Linked DNA regions of Triticum aestivum: region 1 is linked to region 2. The links are chromatin contacts, called in public Hi-C maps. All regions are on one chromosome and are shown on one strand. Each heading gives the region's core, a stretch centred on a gene start, on an enhancer-like site or on the middle of the called end of the contact. The rest is flanking DNA. Distances are from core to core; before and after follow the strand shown. Region 1 holds the start of LOC123180128 (annexin A7). Region 2 holds the start of LOC123180126 (co-chaperone protein p23-1).

Region 1 (4,809 bases), core at 590-3,089, 300 kb before region 2:
GCATACTACACATCTAAATGCATATCAATCCAGCACATACTACACATATAAATGCATAGAAATCGTGGAAATGTAAATGTTCCTAACAGAGAGGGTGCTATGATGGCTTTGCACAGATCCTTATCAATATCAATGACTGAAAAACAAGGGAGTGGTATATACCAGATGAGCCAGGGTAGCCAGCAGGGGGATAGCCATGCTGCTGTGGAGGGTAGCCATGCTGTTGCGGTGGGTAGCCATGCTGAGGAGGGTAGCCTTGCTGAGGGTATCCATGCTGCTGCGGGGGGTACCCGTGGCCACCAGATGGGTAGCCATGGCCACCACCATGAGCACCGGCAACACCGTGCATGATGTTGGAGAGGAGCCCCTTCTCCCCGTCACTGCCACCCGCTCCGGGCGCAGGAGGGTATGCCCCAGGTGCAGGAGGGTATGCCCCAGGTGCAGGTGGGTAAGCTCCAGGTGCAGGCGGGTATCCTTGCTGTGGAGGGTAACCTCCCTGCTGCGGCGGGTACCCTTGCGGAGGGTATCCCCCCTGGCCACCGGGTGGGTACCCATGACCGTCGTTGCCTCCTCCCATTGCTGTCGAGGGACTTAACTGTACAAATTGTTGATCAGGTAGGCAAATGTTAGTACACGATAGAGAAATCTTGCTGTCTACAAGCATACAAGTTGGCATTACAACAGCAGCAGCGCCACACATTCCTTTTCTAGTCGAATTTCACGATCAAGGAATCTTTGCATACAAGCATATGAATTGCCACCAGGACATGTTATGTATGTACAGTTAACAAATTTTCTTGTCGGTTCGAGAGCTGGTAGCACCACATTGATGTGTTTATGCCAGCTAGAGCAGAACTAGCCGTCCTCACAACAGAACATTTGACTTGGTAAAAGAACCATATTCTTGAGTGAGTGCTGCGTGCAAGCAATCAGACATGGTCCTCTGACTAAAATAAACAGGGCAGCAACAACCAGCCATCGTGCCTAACTGCCTACTCAATTCCCATTTCAATTTCCACTTGACCAAACCATGTCCATCGTGCCTAACAAGCGGCAACCTATTCATACAAGACGGTTGAAACATGCATGTGCTAATCAAACATGAAGGAAGGGCATACATACATGATTATTAACCAATCGGAGAGACTCTGCGAGTTTTTTTACCCAAACCCAGTGCAAGTAGCGCTAGATTTAGCTTACGCATCCTGACTACGAATTCCACAACAACCCTGCCAAACTAATGGCATGATCGATCGATCGATTAAGAGCCGCGTCGATCCAACTGACGAAAGTCCTCGGGCATGACTTCGCACACATTAACGGCTAATTTGGGCGCCCTTTCCACAACGACGAACTGGGTTTTCTCACGGCAACCAGCCACTCAGATCCAGCGGAGCCAAATCCGTGACCGATCCCCCTTTCCCAGGGCCGACCTCGAAAAGGAAAAAATCCCCACCCAGTTGGTCGAACAGAGCAAAAAAAAAAATCCCCTCCAGTAAAATTTACCACGATCTACTACTCGGAGCCAAGAGGGGCCGCGGATTCGCAGGACTGTAGGAGCATGGAATGGATAAGGAGGCGCGCATACCTAGAGGACGAGAAGACCAGCGATTCTGCGAAGTTGAAGAAGAGGAAGCAGCCGAGCCGATCTGGTTTGGCGGATGATGACGATCTCTTCTCCGTGTATATTGGGTTGCTGTGGCTGTGTGTGCTGGGGGATTTTATACAGGGGCGGTGGGCTCGTGTACGCGCTTCCTTCCGGCTCGCATCGCAGGCGTTGGCACCTTCCTCCTCGCCCGCGCACCGAATCCCGGGCGGGTCCCGCGGCCTGGAGTTATTATTCGTGGGTGGATGGATAGGATTTGACATTGGTACGCCGCGTGGATGACAGGTGGGGGCCCTGGGCTCCCGCGGCTCGAGGCAGGCGCGGCCGAAGCGCGTCGTCCGTCGTGGGGGCGAGCAAGAAAGCAACGCGGCGAAGGAACCCCACGTTGCTTTGCTCAGGGGATATTTGCGCGTTGAAACGACGACCAGCCGGCACGTGGCGCGTGTGGGCGCTTCTCCGGCTGGGCCTGGATTCGGTCCACCAGCCCAGGCAGACGCGACGGGCAAATTAGCAGATTAGGAGTCCAAAAGCATTGGGCCAGTCTTTATCCCAAACACTCTCTTTGCTCCCCCAAAAAAAGCATTGGTCCGGATTATCCATGAATGCAGAATGTCCAATATGGAGGCTCACAATTTTATAAAAAGCGTTGTATCATTAATTAGCTCATGGTCGATATAACTGGCTGCTGCAGCGGAATGACACTACAATTGTACCATATATTATCATGCAATAAAGAGACCATGATTTCCCTCAAAAAAGAAAAACACTCTCTTTGCTCTCGCTTGAGCCTGTGTGTTTGCCTACACAAACGAGCCTCGTTTGAGCGTGCGACGCTGTGCTCTGGTTTCTTTTGCTGCCTCCACGACGGCCAGGAACGGCGCGGCACGGAGGGAGGGAGTCGCCGCTCGTCGGAGCTCTCCTCCCCGGCGCCTGCCAGCCTGCCACTGCTACATGATGAACGCTGGCCTCTCGCCGTGGCTGCCCAGGATGATCACCACGGTCGCACCCAGGCGCCGGCCTTCACATGACGTGCGTACTAGCGGTATGAACTGACCACTCATCTGATCGAGCATGATATCTAGCTAGCCAGTAGCTAGACGAAAGAGAACATCTGAACTGCAGCAAATGACTGATATGTGGTATATGATTCCGCTACTTATTAGTGGCACGGTAGGGAGGGAGGGGGTAGCTGCTCGCCGGAGCTCGCCTCCCCAGCGGCTGCCAGCCTGCCACTACATGATGAACGCCGGCCTTGCGCCGTGCAACTGCGCAGGATGATCACCACGGTCGCACCCAGGCGCCGTCCTTCACATGACGTGTGTACTAGGGGCATGCACTGAGCACTGATCTGATCGAGCATGATATCTAGCTAGCACATCTGTGTACGGACGAAATAGAACGTCTGAACTGCAGCAAATGACTGGCATCTGATTCCGCTACTTATTATCAAACCTTATTAGCTATACCGCACCAAATTATATGGTATATCGTAACAGCACAGGTGCATTGCATCATCGCAGTCTCACAGGAGACATGCTACCGCTCTTCCCAGCCGCGGGGGTATTTCTGGAACCAAGCTTACTTAAGATAGTTGATGAGGCGCAATCACCATGCGCAGACGCACATCACTTGCACTTCTTGAACTTGCCGTAACCGTGCTTGCCGTGGTGGTGGTGGTGGTGATATCCATGGCCATGGTGCCCCCAGCCGTGCCCGCCGTGGTAGTGTCCGTGACCGTGGTGTCCGTAGCCATGGCCTCCGTGACCATAATGGCCGTAGCCGTGGCCTCCGTGGTGGTGCCCGAGAGCATGGCTGCCGCCGCCGTAGCCGCCTCCGTAGCCCATGTGCCCGCCGCCGTAGCCATGGCCTCCGTGGCCACCCCCGTAGCCTGAAACAGATTATCAAGAAGTGATGACATAAATAAATCCGAGCTAATAACTGAAAGATCAATTACAGTGTTGCTCATATCATTGAGGTCCAACTGAGCAAATTAACTCCCCAGACACGACACAATTAGGACGTGCATTATGTATAACTGATCAACAAGCAATGCATACCAGGGTAGCCGACGGGGGGATATCCACCGTGAGGTGGGTAGCCACCGGGCTGAGGGTACCCATATTGTGGTGGAGGAGGATACGCCCCGGGAGGAGGGTAGGGGACCCCCGGTGGCGGGTAACCTTGAGGAGGGTATCCGTATCCTCCATGAGGTGGATAACCATGCATCATGTTTGAGAACAGCCCCTTCTCGGTGGTGTTATTCTTGTCTTTCCCTTCTTCCATTGTTGCGTTGCTGACTTACCTGCAAGGATGTATCTCTAAGAAAATGTGAAAGTATTTATCCTCAGCAAATTATATTGAGAGAAAAGAAATATTACATGGAGAAGAAGTATATATATTAGATTGTCATAGCATGTATGAATTGTATAACCATTGATGTAACAATCTGAAACATTATTCCAGCTCAAAGCCATAGTAGCTTACTCAATCATTGTATATCGAGTTGTCTAGCTTTACCAATTTGTGACGAGGGCCACAAGCCATGTGCACCTATACAAGCTCTAGAACTTGGACCCATGTGGGTGGAGAGGAGATACATAGTGGTGTGGGTCCTACTTTGGAGCAATTGCTAGGACGAGTCGCTTCTCTTTGTGCTTAAACCTAAATGTGTTTTTCCGTGGAGGTGGAGTACGGTGATGAGTTGACTATGAGAGCTTCATTCCCGAGAACAGGTTTTTCGACCATGGAGCCTGTGCCCCAGTCATGGATGGCATGATATGTTCCCAACATATGCCAAGGAGTGTCATTTGCAGGTGGATTAAGGATGGGAGGGCTAGCCGAACAATTTTTGAAAAAATCTTGGGCTAAGCTGACTTGACCCATGTAACACAGGGTCTGTGTAGCTGTAATTTCTTATTCCAACCAAATGCACAAGGTCTACAAGCCGTGGCATTGTTTGACTGCTCATGCCATCCTGTTCTCAGGGTTTAGTAGTCATGGTAAAAAGGATTCATGTATTTGGATTAGCATACAACATTACACATGATCAACATGCATGCTGCTAATCACAAACCAAGATTCCCAGCAAAAAAAAAAACAAGTCAAGATGATGGTATAAAGTGGCACCCAGTGGTGGATCGGACCATGTCCCCCTGTTCTCCCAAACTTTATTCGCGCTTTCCTTATCTTATCAATATCACTAT
Region 2 (4,122 bases), core at 145-2,644:
AGCTGTGGGATTTGAACCCACGCCCTTTTGGACCAGAGCCTAAATCTGGCGCCTTAGACCACTCGGCCAAACTGTCTTGATCCTTAATTATCTGTATTAGCCATATAGTCATGGTAATCACAACTCACAGTGTTGCATATACAGCTTATCCGAGAGAGAAAATAGTCTTGGTTCCAGTATATACATATTTTGTCCTATCCTTGATCCATATGCTAACAGGCAACTTCTCAAACTAGTGATCATGTATGTGTAGTACTCCCGATACATCCATTTGAGTGACAAACTTTTTGGGACGGAGGGAGTAATTGATAACCAATTTCTTGGTGCGAGAACAGATAGGATTGATGGACAATGAGAGACCTCCAAATAATTGATAACCAATTAGAAACAATACAATGCGATGTGAGACATCACTATAGCAACGCAAGTCATCTGATTTAGGCTGTTTCAGATTCACCGCAACTTGCGCTTCTTATGTACTCCAAGAGACCGTTTGCTTCTATCATGTTCTCTAGAGATCACACACAAACAACCAAAATATGTTATCCAGAGATCACACACAAAACCTCGAGTCTGAAGCAACAAAACTAGCAAAGAATTGTTGATGTCTCTAGAGATCACACCAAAAAAGTGATCTCTAAAGATCACACACAAACAAACAAGCAAAGAATTGGGGCACACACAAGGTGCAACATCCAAACAAAACCTTGTCACTTGATTCCACCCAATAGTTTGTGAGGTTGGCCAAACAAATGGTAATCAACCAATCATGCTCTGGAACGCCAAAACAGGGCGGCCCTTTGAACAAAAAAACTAGGACACGCACGCTTGTGCCGCCTAACCAAGAAATACAGCAACTTACAAGGCGCAATGTCCAGACTCCCAGGTCCCAACTTCCAGACCCATGATCCAATCTAATCTAACTGACTAAACAAACTAGTACTACTGTATATGACAGACAGACAGACAAGAAGACCATATGCAGAATCCTACTGTAATAACCAAACTAAAATAGCAGCGCCCCGTCAATCAATCCCAGCCCAGCCCGGTCAGCCGGCGGCATGGCGACCTACCACCACGCGACCGCACATGAATCTCGTCAATCAATTAGAACAAGAGAACGCCCAGAGAAGGATCGCGAGCGGCTATCACCTCATGCTTGCGGGAGTAAATCTCGCTCCTGCTGCGCGGGGATCTACGGTTTAGGGTTCAGAAGAGTCGCGGCTTCAGAGGGGAGGGGAGAGCGCGTGAGGAGAGGAGAGAGAGGCGGAGGAAACGACGAGCAAGGATGTTGCGGGTGTTGAGGAAGGAAGGGGTTGCGGCGGAGTGGAAGAGGATAGGAGGGAAGTCAATGAGGGCAAATCCGTAAATAGGGCCTGGCTTAGCTGCTTCGGTAAGGCTCTAGATCGTTCGATGTCCTTCGGCTCTGATTTTTCTTTTTTCTTTTTGAGATTTTCTTGTTTTCCTTTTTGACATCATCTACTCTGAATTTTTTTTTATTTGAATTGCTTATCACATATGTCACGTGGTATCTATCTCTGATTTGTTAATTGTGGAGAGTTGATCTCTCTATTTCTATCTATGATCTGTTAAGCTTTCTTTAAAAAAACAATGGTAGGTCGTTTCTTTTTCATATTTACGTGAGACAGTAACCATATTATACACTATATTTCCTGATTATTACTCCTTCCTATAACACCAGGGATGACATTTTGCCCAGTGGCGGAGCTTAGTGGGCCATCGCCCCCCAGTCCATGAGAAAGCTAGCATATATCCCCTAGTATTCAGCCCATATAAAATCAGCCTAAAGTCATGTTTCTTGCCCCTCCAGCCCATTGGCCCCTCCACAAATTCAGCCCAAGCTCCGCCACTGATTGTGCCCACGAATTCTGGACGACAAACCAATCAAGCTATCCATGAATGGCAATAGACAGTCCACTCACCACTAGATAGGGCCATCATGCACACTCTTTCATGTGCACAACCGTTTCGATGAAGAAAAGCAAGGTGGGACGGGAGGGGTGATGAAACCATTACGACCATCACAACCGCGGACTCCTTTTTAATAGTACTTCTAAGTATACAGTAGAGATGAAACTGATTAGTTTTGAATTGAAATCCATCCGGGACGTTCATTTCCACTGTCAGGACCCAAGCCGAGAGTTTACTGACGAAGAGATGCAGCCACCGAAGATTCAGAGAAGCGACGGTCAAGATGAGCGCTAGAGATATCAACGGCTCGGATTCCATCCTCACCATTTCCTGTAACTGTTACTTTTGTCGACACCGTTGTGATCTGTAACAGTGCCGTTAGTTGTGAGCTGTGAGCTGTCCTGTTAGCTTATAAGGCACGCTAAGGGGAGGAGATGGTCAAGAAGATTCTTAGCATATGCTGTAGTTGGTAGAACCCTAGCTAGCGAACCAAGTCGGGGTCTCTGATCTCGCGTAATTCCCCAAGTTGTATCCCTAAATTTCTACTGTTTTTTCACTGATAATGCAAGAGATTGAGAGGATCGCCTTGTTCTGGTAATTTGGTCCTCACAAAGGTATCAAAGCCAGGTTGCAGTCCTCAACGACGAGTTGACGGCGGCGAATCAGGCTGTGGAGAGCAGGAGGTTGGGTTCTCTCGTAAAATCCCTCTCGTCCCTCCCAGTTTGCGGTGGCGGCGTCCGGTGGCGGCGACACGGCGGCGGTGAAATTCGGGCGCAGATCTCTGAGTCCGATCCGGTTGCTGAGAGATCTTCTCTCGATGGTAAAAGTCCGGCGCCTGACGGGATCCGTGCGTCAAGAGGAAGATTCCGTTGAGCGAGGCTAGCGGGATCGGTCTCAGATGGCGGACACAAGAGCCAAGGTCCAGATCACAGTGGATCGAGTGGAGAAAGAGGTAGCAGATTTGAGAGCAGAGGTAGAAGGTTTACAAGAGCTCAAACAAGAGGTGTCAAAACTCCAGTCAGAGATGGTCACTATGCCGAAAGTAGAGGCCAAGCTCTCTGAAATGAACGAAGGAATTCAGCAAACCTTACAGTTGATTTTGGAGAAGATGAACATATCAACTCAGAAAGCAGAGCCAGTCTCTTCAGATCTTAAAGTCAAGGAAAGTCAGACAGCTGGTGGTGGTCATGTACCAGTTTCAAAGTAGAACAATGTGCAGAATGAAGCAGATCCAGTGATGAGAAATTTAGAGCAGGAGTTCAGAAGACAAGAGAATTTGCCGGTCACAAACACAGCTGGTCTCTCAACTGGATTGCCAGTATCACAGTTAGTAACTGAAAGCACAAGAATTAGTACTGTTTCACAACAAGAGGATCCAATTAGTGGGCAGTTCAGAGGAGCTCCTACAAGTGTCAGTGCAACAGTACAGGCTCATACTCTGAGATTTTCAGGCAACAGTGGGTACTTTGCTCCTGTTAGTGCTCCACTTTTCTCTCTGCCTCACACATACAATCCCATCACAGGCCAGTACATCAATACAACAACAACAGCTTAAGGGGTCTCTCCTGTGTATCAAGCAGTAGGAAATCTATATGATCTGCAGAGAAATCAACATTCTACTCAATTAGGAGGTCCATCATATTTTGCAGAAGCAGTTCTCAAAGGACCAAGGTTGGAAATTCCTCTTTTTAATGGAGAGGATCCTAATGGATGGCTCATAGCCTGTGAAAAATTCTTTGACATATCTGACACTCCATATGAGCAATGGGTTAATTTGGCTACTGGTCATCTACAAGGCAGAGCTTCGAACTGGCTGAAAAATATTTGTGTTCCATGGCAAATGGTTACTTGGCAACAGTTCTGCCAGATGATAGCTGACAGGTTCTCAGAAGCAAGTGTTCATGAAGCAGTGGAGTTACTGAAGAATATTCAGCAAACCAACACTGTCACTCAGTACATTGACAACTTTGAGCAATGTGTAGCTCTAGTCAAAAGAGATCATCCTTGTCTCCAAGAAATTTTTTTGTTGAGCTGTTTCATTGGGGGTTTAAGGAGTGACTTCAAACATGAGGTCTGTGGACAAAAACCGACTGGGATTATAGAAGCTTATTGGTATGCAAAAGTCTATGAGAAAGCTGCAACTGCTAGGAAAGTTCAGGCTTTCCCAGCTTACAAATCAAGAAACTATTC

What was found. Hi-C and Micro-C count contacts between places; a contact is called where the count stands out from the background.
Region 1: a contact with region 2 is called in a Hi-C map of leaf, with 5 times the contacts expected there. The contact joins the promoter of LOC123180128 here to the promoter of LOC123180126 in region 2. A contact is called at or near these places in 2 of 5 Hi-C or Micro-C datasets (both in leaf).

Annotation. Positions count from the first base shown.
Region 1 is chr1D:37,391,412-37,396,220 of IWGSC CS RefSeq v2.1, reverse strand. It overlaps LOC123180128 (annexin A7), which reads right to left and starts at 1,839. Exons shown (of 3, transcript XM_044592090.1): 1 at 1,589-1,839; 2 at 163-595. The coding sequence starts at 577. It overlaps LOC123180129 (glycine-rich cell wall structural protein), which reads right to left. Exons shown (of 3, transcript XM_044592092.1): 2 at 3,664-3,908; 3 at 3,010-3,494. The coding sequence starts at 3,889. The coding sequence ends at 3,232.
Region 2 is chr1D:37,087,271-37,091,392 of IWGSC CS RefSeq v2.1, reverse strand. It overlaps LOC123180126 (co-chaperone protein p23-1), which reads right to left and starts at 1,394. Exons shown (of 6, transcript XM_044592088.1): 1 at 1,153-1,394. The coding sequence starts at 1,157. It overlaps TRNAL-UAG (transfer RNA leucine (anticodon UAG)), which reads right to left and starts at 76; the gene lies at 1-76.